3 separate regions of the Sus scrofa genome follow, and regions 2 and 3 are each linked to region 1. Evidence: chromatin contacts called from public Hi-C data. All regions are on one chromosome and are shown on one strand. The core of a region is the stretch at or near the end of the contact, and the rest is flanking DNA. Distances in the headings are between cores, read along the strand shown.

Region 1 (3,275 bases), core at 448-2,947:
CCATGAGGTTGCAGGTTCGATCCCTGGTCTTGCTCAGTGGGTTAAGGATCCGGCGTTGCCGTGAGCTGTGGTGTAGGTTGCAGACACGGCTCGGATCCAGCGTTGCTGTGGCTCTGGCGTAGGCCAGTGGCTACAGCTCCGATTCGACCCCTAGCCTGGGAACCTCCATATGCCGTGGGAGCGGCCCAAGAAATAGCAACAACAACAACAACAACAACAACAACAAAATGAAATATCAATACCTATATATATACAAAGATATTTTAGAACCACATTAATACTTACTCAAAGTAACTGAAGGTACCTTTGCATTCTCATAGAAAAAATCAGAATTATACATTTTATCCTAAAAAACAAAAACAAAAACTTAGTGTTCTTCAGTATCAGATGATTGACTATTTTAAGATTTGACCTAAACCAACACTAGATTAGTATCATTTAAACATTTCTGGCAATAATTTGCAAAATGAGGCAAGTATCGCTGTATCCCACAACTGACTACTATTTTGTCAGAAAACCTCACACTATAGCTTCCAAAAATTGTGACTTTACTGATGCATGAAGTACACGACATATACATAATAAATATATGGTACCTCTTCTTCTTTGGTATAGCCCAGTTTTCTTAATCTACAAGATTCCATGTGCTTTGCCAAAGACGACTTAGGCATGTGATGGTTGGAATCATAAGGACATATCACGACTTCATCCTATAAAAATCAAACAGATGCAAAGAAAAAAGGTATAAAATTTTTAAACAAATACTTATACCATTATATCCTCTTCTGCAGGCCTCTGCCACCTTCCATGTGAGTGTATGTACATGTTAAAAAAGTAACTCCCTCCATCTCTCTCTGCTTACAGCCTCTGCACCCCTTCCATCCCTTCCAGGTCCAACTCCTGAAAGATTTTTTTTTTTTACACTCCATGCTTCAACCCTCAACAACCTCACCTACTGGAGCACTTCTCTTCTTCCCACCCCATTAAAAAAAAAAAAAAATCAGGACTGCTCACGCTACTCTACCTGCCTACGTCTTTTCCCGAAGCAATCCCAATGGCCAGGAGAGCTGCTAGCAGCATCTCTTGGTGGTACCCCTTAAAATCCAAGGATCGGTGCAGCGGCCGTCAGACATGCACCATCGTACGACAAAGCAGGGGGAACTGCACTCTTAAGCTCTCCCGACAGCCCATCTGGTGCAACTGCGAGGCCTGCGACAAACGACAAAGCGGACCACCGCCGTACCCGCCCCCTTGTTTTCCAACTCCGCTCCGGCCCCACCATCCACTCCGCACCCACAGCGATTTCTCGGCTTCTCTAGGGCGAGGCTCCGCGGGGGCGCGCCGCCCGGGGAAGAGGGTGCGAACGTCCCGGGGTCGCGGGGTCCTCCGGCGCTGCCGACCGGTCCCGAGGCCTCCGCAGCCAGGAAGACGCGAGCCCTCCGCCCGCCTGAGGGCCCCCGAGAGGACGCCGCGCCTTACCTCTGCCGCCGCCTCCTCCTCTCCGGGGACCAGCCGGTCCAGGGTCCAGCCCAGAGACGTCGTCACCTCCTCCAGCGTCCGCCAACAGCTCTCCACGAACTCGCTCAGCTCCTCCCGCAGCCGCCGCCGTTCCTCCACCGGCGGAGGATCGCCCTCCATGGCCGCCGCCCGCCAATACGGAAGCAGCGCCCGGAAGGCCCGCTGGCGCGCGGGCCTCTGGGAGTTGTGGGCGGGGCCATTCCGCCACGTGACTAGGACCGCCAATCGGGAAGGCCTCCGGGAAAGGCGGGAGCTGTCCTGCTGAGAGGTCTCTTTCCAGACTTTCCTGCTTTCACGGTGGCGGAGAGGTCCAAGGCGCAGCGTTCAGACGTTGCTGCTTTTGCCACAACTGCTGGAGGCGCTTGTGCGTGGCCTTCCCTGAGTGGGCGCCCCCCAACTTAAAAAAAAGGCTTATGGAGTTCCTGTTGTGGCTCAGCGGGTTAGGAATTACACTAGTATCCATGAGGATGGGGTTCGGTCCCTGGCCTCACTCCTTAGGTTAAGGATCCGGCGTTCCCGGTGACCTGTGGTGTAGATCGCAGACTGGGCAGGGGTCTGGCGAGTTGCTGTGGCTGTGGTGTAGACCGGCAGCTGCAGCTCTGATTCAACCCCTAGCCTGGGAACTTACATATGCTGCAGGTGCGGCCCTAAAAAAGGGGGTGGGGGGAGATAAGGCTTATATCTGCCGAAAAGTTGAAAGAGTAGTACAAAGAGCATTCGCATAGTCGTCCTCAAGCTCATTAATTGCTACGTCTGGTCTCTCCCACTCTCTCCATACACGCAAGCTCCCTAATTTTGCCAACTTATTTGAAAGTTGCAGATACTTCACTCCCAAATATCTCCGTATGCATCTCCTAAGAATAAGGACATTGTCCTACACGAACAATGTCCGCGAGGTCTCCAGTCTTCCTGGCTGCGGGGGACTCGGGATTTCTTTTGACCAAATCTAAGAAAATCAGTAGTTACATCTAATATTCATATTCAAATTTCCCCAACTGTCCCCCCCGCAAATCCTTTTATGGCCGTCTTACTATTTTTCTGGACCCATGAGCTATAATTGGTTCTTGTCTCTTTTCATCTAGAACAGCCTCCCCCACCCTCCTTTTTAAATGAAGTCATTGAATTTTGTCAGGGCCCTCAGCTGGTTGGTTGTCTTGCATGTCCCTCTTTCTGGATTTGTCAGACTTCTTTTCCTTATGATCAGATTCAGTTTAAGCATTTTTGCAGGATGTGTCTACCTCTTTTTTTTTTTTTTTTTCTTTTGGCCGCGCCCGGGGAATGGGGAAGTTTCCAGGGCCAGGAATCAAACCTACACCACAGCAGCAACTTGAGTCAGAGCAGTGACACCACCAGATCCTTAACCTACTGCACAAGGGAACCCCAATTAATTTTGAAATTCATTACTCCATACGCCATTCCCACCCTAATTCTTATTGATGGGTTTACCTTGTCTATTTCCTACCCAAGACCCTTTGGGAATCAGCCCTTTTTCCCCCCAAATGGTTTTAACGCCCAGAGTCTAATCCCTCTTATGTTATTTTTTGTTTTTATTTTTTTTCAAGCCAGATGCCAAATTGTTGCTTTCCTTTGTACTTGTTTCCAACAAAGAAACTGTGGAGGAAGTTTTTGTCAACAGCCTACGTGGGGATGTGTGGTTATTCATCCTCTGCCCACAGCATCCTTGGGATTTATTTGCACTTACATAGTTGGCCAAGGCCCCTGGGAAATGAGATAATTTTGGGGTGTGAAGTAATGAC
Region 2 (3,275 bases), core at 295-2,794, 230 kb after region 1:
TCTCTGCCGGAACCAGCTCTACAGGAAAAAGAGAGCCAGGGAGACAGCCCTGGTCCGGGGGCAAGAAGGGTGACACTCAGTACACAGCATGATTACAGGTACCACTTCTATTGCAGAGTCTTCCGGGTGCTGGGCGAGAGCTGCGAGTTAAATAGAAGGATGTGTTTGTCAGAAGACCTGTCAGCCATCAGGAACTCAGAGCAGGTCTGATTTGAAACTCACGGAAAAGAAAGTGCCTCTAAGTTGGGGAGGAAGATTCTTGCCAGGCCGAGAGAGAACTCGGCAAAGTTCAGCTGCATCAAGCGTGTGTCCGAGTCTTGATGACTTGAGCACAGAGTGGCAGCTTTGGCAGCCAGCCGTGCAGAGGCATGGAGGCAGCACCCAAGTGGGAGGAGGCCCTCTCAAGGAGTCCCTCCAGTCCTGCCTGGTGCAGGTGCAGCTGTGGGGACACTGGCAGCACAGTGGAGTGGAGCTGAGTTGGTTCAGCTCAGCACTGTCGGGTTGTGACTTTAGCAGACAATTAGATAGATGGTGCCCGCAGCAGCCACAAGCTGCCTTTCCAGGGGATCCCACGGCAGGGAAGCCTTGAGCAGAGCCAGTGCAGGAGGAGAACACCAGGTGTCCCGGGACCCTGGAGCACAGGGTCTGCAGTGGAACTGCCAGGGTCAAATCTTGCATCTGCGACTGACTAGCTCTTAAGCCTTGGGTAAGTTACTAAACTTTCTGTGTCTCGGTTTTCTTCTCAGTAAATAATATCCAGCTCCTAAGGATTTTCAGAGATTAAATGACAGGGATTGGCAATAGTAAGCTTACTTACGAATGTTAACTTACTTCATCATCCATATGACCTCTCATGCGGGTCCAGTTCAACAGTGCCTGAAATTCACATTATTTAATTGCATGACCTGCCAGATTACTGGCAGCAACCCGAAGGCCATGCTAGAGAGAAGGAAAATGAAGGAAGCTGTCCAGCCTCTGCTGCCTCCATTATGCATTTCCCAGGGCTTACTCTATTCCAGGCACTGTTCCAGGTGACTTGGAACTCTGGAATTGTCAGGTAGCAATGTGAGAACTGTCACTAACTGTGCATGAGGGTGTCCGCGGGGCGGGGACGACGAGATTTTCCAACGAGTATTTTTTAATGCTCTGTGACTTTTTAAAATAATTGTTTATTCCAAAATATATGTTTGCTTTTCAATGCCACACAAGGCGGTTTATGTTCCTTTGGCACTACTATTTAAAATTATACGAAGACTTCATCGCGCCGGGCCCCCAGGCATACAGTCATTCAAATACAGTAACTACTAACGACGCTAATTAATTGGGAAGGCGCGAGGGCAGAGCCAGAGGCAAAGCACAGGTGTCCAACCCGCTATCACGGAGGGAGGCGAACTCTCGCGGGAATCTCGGAGGCCCTAGCAACCGGCCACGTGACCTCCGGGGCCCTCGAGCGAGGAGCCAGGAGCCAAGCAGCCACGTTGGCGGCGTTCCTGGGCCGGGGAGGGGGCGTGGCGAAGGCGCTGCGTGGTACGTGCCCCGCCCCGCCCCGCCCCCGCCAGGAGCCCGGATGAAGAGTAACGCCATTACCGCCGGGGCGGCCGAGCGCACTCGCGGAAGGAGCCTGGACGCCGGACCGGCCGCGCCATGAGGTCCCTCCCCCGCCTGCTGCTGCTTCTCCTGCTCGTATTCCCCGCCACCCTCCTGCTCCGAGGCGGCCCCGGAGGTGAGGCGAAGGGGAGTGTGTGGCGGGGCTCGGCCGGGTGGGAACGCCGCCAGCGCAGGCGTGAAGCTGGAAGCGGCCCCTGGGTCGCGCGTCCCGCTCGCCGGCCTCCCTCCGCGACCCCGACCCCGACGCCGGGCCGCCGTGGGGCGCCCGCCTCCTGCGCGCGAGTGCGGGGCGGTGCCGGCGACCTTGCTCGCGCCGGCGGGCTGGCCGGGCCCCGCGGCCGGAGGAGGGGGCGAGGGGCGGCGGGCCGGCTGCGCCCGGGCGCCGCGGCCCCTGGCGCCCCTGTCGGCCCCGCTCCACCCCTCCCGGCGCTGGGCTGACGTGTCTTTAGCCGCCACGCCGGGAGTCGTCCTCCATTCATTTGCCGAAACCCTAGTTTTCTGCGCGCCTAAACTCTCGCAGCCGCCGGCCTTCTGGCCCTGACCCGGCGGTTCGGCACCTCCCTCGGCGTGACAGCCCAGCAGGTGTCTTGATTTCACGAAAATCCGCCTCCTCGCCCGCCTGCCAGCCCTCCTCGCAGGCCGGCTAAGGATCCCCGGGGAAAGGCATTATTGGAGCCCCCCCCCTTTTTTTTCTCTTTTTCTGTTAACTTATTTTTTTGTTGTTTTGTGGAAGCATCGCATTGTCTCGAAAAAAACGTAATCTACTTCGAGCTTTACGGTCTTTATGTGGGTTTATCCTTCCACCGGTTAACCTGGTGTGAAAATAGCTCAGAACGTTAAAAATGTGGGCACTGGGTTTCCCTGCCTGGGTTCTACCCTGAACTTCGATTTTCTTTGTGAAATCGAGTCCGACTCAATGATGGCTAGAATTCGTTTTATTCCATGAGTTTAAGCAAGTTGTGTGGCAGAATGAGTGATAGTGCCAGGTATCCACGAGCTTTTTTGGTAAAGAAAAGTGAACCGACTGGCTTCTATTCAGTGGATAGAAAACCAGGTGGGAGAATTAACCAAAACTGTTAATTCATTTGCAGGTTTAAAGAGGGATTTGCTTGCTGGTCGTTGCTTTCATTTTCTTTCAGAAAATTTGATAATTGTACTTGTCTAGAATCTAGACTATATTTTTTCAGGCTTTAGAACATTTTCTTAAGAAAGATCAATTCACTATCTAAATTAACTAGAAACCTTTGAACGTTTTTGTGCCAAATGGCCTGTCTTAAAGTATTTTCTCTTATTTTTTCCAACAGAATTGTTAGACTTAATTGTTACCGGTTAGCATTAAAATAGACTGTTCAGTAACTGTAGGGTGAAAGCTATTGTATATATTGAGAAGTTTGAAATAGAGTACTTAAATTATTGTGTCAGACATAAGTAGTAGTCTTACTGGTTTTAGAAATTGAAAGTTATGTAAGTTATGAATTCTTTAAAATTTTGCAGTAAGAACTCAAAGGAAGTGGGAAGGACTTAAAATGCAGGGTCCTTAATGTATAGTGTTTCTCCTGGATATTACAGCGTGTTCATGCTTCCTTTCCCATATTTTTTTTCTCTCCTGAATTGCCACATCATCATTCTTTCTGAGAAATGTTGGAAATGTCACTAGAACTTTGAAA
Region 3 (3,275 bases), core at 377-2,876, 170 kb after region 1:
TGAACGAACAAACTCTGAACCACCCCTGACCTGAACTCTAGGAAAACTATTGACAGAGCTGCTTGAGACAGGGCGGGAGAGGCTTTCTGACTAAACTTGGGACCAAGTCTAAAGCCTTATTTCAAGCCTTATGGCGAGCTCAGTGTCACTTTACAACAAAAGGAAGCATGTCAAGACTTGTGTTACACAAAGAATTTCAAATCACTCTTGTTCATGGGCGGGTGGGGGGCGAGGAGAAGCACCACCAGAGAGAAGAAGGCTTGGGTATAATTAAATAGGAGAAGAGGGGACTGTCAAACCCCAAGAACTGGCCCAGAGTAAAGGGAGCACAACTAACAAGGTCTTTTTTTGCCACCTGAGAATTCAGAGCAGTGTTACCGTATCTTCATAGATTTTCAAGAGAAGTCAGAAACCTGCATTTTGGGGTACAATCTCCCACTTAATTGACATATTCAATTTTAACAAAACTGAATTTACCTACCAAACAAAACATGTCTGCAGGTCAGTGAACTGCATCCACGCTTGCCCTCCAAATCCATCCCCTCTATAGCAAAGTGATGCCTGTATTTATTTATTTTGGGGGCTGTGTCCATGGCATGCAGAAACCCGGGCCACCGCAGAGACAAAGCCAGGTCCTTAACCCACCGAGCCAGCAGGGGACTCCCAGAATGACTCCTTTAAATCGCACACCAGATGATGTCACCCCCCAACAGCCCTGCTATGGCTTTCTACAAGATCTCAACTCCCTACCATTACCTGTAAGGCTCAGTACGCTCTGGCCCCTTCTCATTTCTACATCCTTCCCAACCCATCTTCTCAACCACCTCCACTGTGCTCTAGGCACAAGGGCTTCTAGATTTTCCTTTCACAACCCAAGAGGGGCCCCACCGTGGGGCTTCAGCACCACAACTGCTGTTCCTTCTGCTCTTCCTGAGGTTGGCTCCTTGTTCCAACCTGGACTTAACCCTTCCTTGACCATGAGGTCACTATTTAGGTCTATCAACTGACTTTGCATGGTATGTATCACCTGGCTTTTCTTTTTAAAATACCTCTATGGAGTTAATGGTCTGCCCTCTCTCCCAAGCAGAAAGCAAGACTGGTCATGCTCTTCACTATCTCCAGCACCGAGGACAGAAACAGGCACACAAGAGATGCTAAATGTAGGTAAAGCTCAAAACGTCCGTTTCCCAATCGTTGCCTCCACCTCTGCCTCTCAGCGAGACTGACCAACGCGGGGACCCGGGACTCTCCCGGGAAGTGGCTTTTATTCACTCTGCCGCCAACTGGACCGAAGAAAACCCGGCTGGGACAGAGGAAGCAAAAGCTGCGGAGGGAGCCCCCGAGTGATGAATTACCAGTCTCTTTCCCAAGCACAAGCAGGGTCAACTCCCCAAAGGGCCGGCGGCGGCGGAGCGCGCAGAATCCGCGCCGTGTCGGGGTACTCACGGCTGCCCACCTGTCGGAGGAGTCGGCGTCGTCAAACTGCCCCGGGACCACCCGACTCATCAGCAGCCGCCGGTAGTCCATGACCGGAGCGCGCAGAGCCTCGGCGCCACCGGAGACCGCTCGCCCCGAGCTGGGCAGGAATCGCACAGAGACGGTTCTGCCCGCTGACCCAACGGCCTCTGCGCGGCCCGCGGCCCGGCAAACCTCGTGCAGCGACGGAACTCCAACCGCGGCGCGCAGGCCCACCCGGACCGGAATCCCCGCCCCTCCCGGAAGCGGCGCTCCCACCGGAAGCCCCGCCTCCGCCCGGGCTGAGTGGCTGGACGCTCACGACCCGCTGTACGCGAGAGGGAGGCAATGAGGTGTCCGGAAGTCCTGCGGAGGGCGGTGCCCTCAGAGCCCAGGCCGCCTGCTGTCGCCGGAGTGTTTCGCGTCCGCTCCCGTTGGTTTCCGCCGTACAAGACGCGTCAGCTCGCGCAAGGCTGCTGCGCCTGGGGCGCACACCGTGCATCCTCCCGGCTCTGCGGGCCGAGACTGCGGGGCCCCCACGCCGGCGCGGAGGGTGACGTCACACAGCGACGTTCCAACGCGTCTGCACCCCACCTGCGAGTTGTTAAAAACCATCGGTGGAGAAGGTTAAAAAGCGTTCTTCTCCTTTCCGCAGAAGCCCGTGCGCAGGGAGGAAGCCCGAAATCCTTGTGGATCCAAGAAACTATGGACCCTGGAAGTGAGCACAGTTTTGCGACTTAAGAAAGTTTGTTGTCTTTTTTTTTTTGGTTGGAGTAAGATAAGTGCTTTTCCAAAGTTAAAGTTGGACATACGACTGAAGAGTTTTACAAAACCAAAACTTTAGAATTTTTGCCGGTAACTCCAGTGATACCTCTTTAACGCCCATCCTAAAACAGATTTGGGGTGTATCTGGAATCTGTATCCAGACCTTTAAAAACTTCCCACCACCCCCAAAGCCAAGCGTAAATCTGATAAGGACAGAATAAGAGGTGAAAAAAGTGAAACTAACTTAAAAAAAAAAAAAAAAAAAAAAAAAGGAGTTGCCCTTGTGGTGCAACAGGGTAAAGACCTGCCATTGCTTCTGTGAGGATGTAGGTTGGATCTGGCGACAAACTCCAGCTCAGGCTGCAGCTGCAGCTCTGATTCCGCCCCCCCCACCCCGGGCCCAGGAACTGCCATATACCACAGGTGTGGCTCTTTGGAAGAAATTTTTAAAAAAGTAAATTGGTAAACTATGCTATATGAGCAAAGTTGTAGAAGTATAGTAATTGGAGGTTCTAGGCTCTTAAACAGAATTTTTTTTTTTTTTAAGAAATAAGACCTTTGTGGATTTTTGTATTTGGAAAACAAAATGGATTTTTCAGCTCCTCTTCACCACAGCTTAGGCAGCATTTACATATTTGGAAAACGGAGAAAAAGATGAGCATAAAGTCGGATTTTTCACCAATCCTGACTAGCTTGCGTGGCTCACTGGCATTTTTATACTTTACCAAATGATGACAGGTTTGAAAAACATTGAACTTTAAAAAAAGATTTTTTTTTTTTTTTTGGTCTTTTTGCTATTTCTTGGGCTGCTCCAGCAGCATATGGAGGTTCCCAGGCCAGGGGTCTAATCGGAGCTGTAGCCACCGGCCTACGCCAGAGCCACAGCAACTCGGGATCCGAGCCGCGTCTGCAACCTACACCACAGCTCACGGCAACGCCGGATCCTTAACCCACTGAGCAAGGGCAGGGATCGAACCTGCAACCTGATGGTTCCTAGTCGGATTCGTTAACCACTGCGCCACGACGGGAACTCCTAAAAAATGATTTGTTAATTT

What was found. Hi-C and Micro-C count contacts between places; a contact is called where the count stands out from the background.
Region 2: a contact with region 1 is called in a Hi-C map of epiblast stem cells, with 1.8 times the contacts expected there. The contact joins the promoter of SSR1 here to the promoter of SNRNP48 in region 1. A contact is called at or near these places in 1 of 5 promoter capture datasets (liver) and 2 of 47 Hi-C or Micro-C datasets (embryonic fibroblasts and epiblast stem cells).
Region 3: a Hi-C map of liver shows a contact between it and region 1, with 3 times the contacts expected there. The contact joins the promoter of RIOK1 here to the promoter of SNRNP48 in region 1. A contact is called at or near these places in 1 of 5 promoter capture datasets (liver) and 10 of 47 Hi-C or Micro-C datasets (alveolar macrophages, embryonic fibroblasts, epiblast stem cells and 4 more).

The regions. Positions count from the first base shown.
Region 1 is chr7:4,917,765-4,921,039 of Sscrofa11.1, reverse strand. It overlaps SNRNP48 (U11/U12 small nuclear ribonucleoprotein 48 kDa protein), which reads right to left and starts at 1,697. Exons shown (of 10, transcript XR_002346288.1): 1 at 1,480-1,697; 2 at 597-710; 3 at 286-346.
Region 2 is chr7:4,684,161-4,687,435 of Sscrofa11.1, reverse strand. SSR1 (signal sequence receptor, alpha) reads left to right here and starts at 1,544. Exons shown (of 9, transcript NM_001185167.1): 1 at 1,544-1,723. The coding sequence starts at 1,645.
Region 3 is chr7:4,749,184-4,752,458 of Sscrofa11.1, reverse strand. It overlaps RIOK1 (RIO kinase 1), which reads right to left and starts at 1,626. Exons shown (of 17, transcript NM_001243687.1): 1 at 1,457-1,626. The coding sequence starts at 1,527. CAGE1 (cancer-associated gene 1 protein) reads left to right here and starts at 1,779. Exons shown (of 13, transcript XM_021100145.1): 1 at 1,779-2,173. The coding sequence starts at 1,804.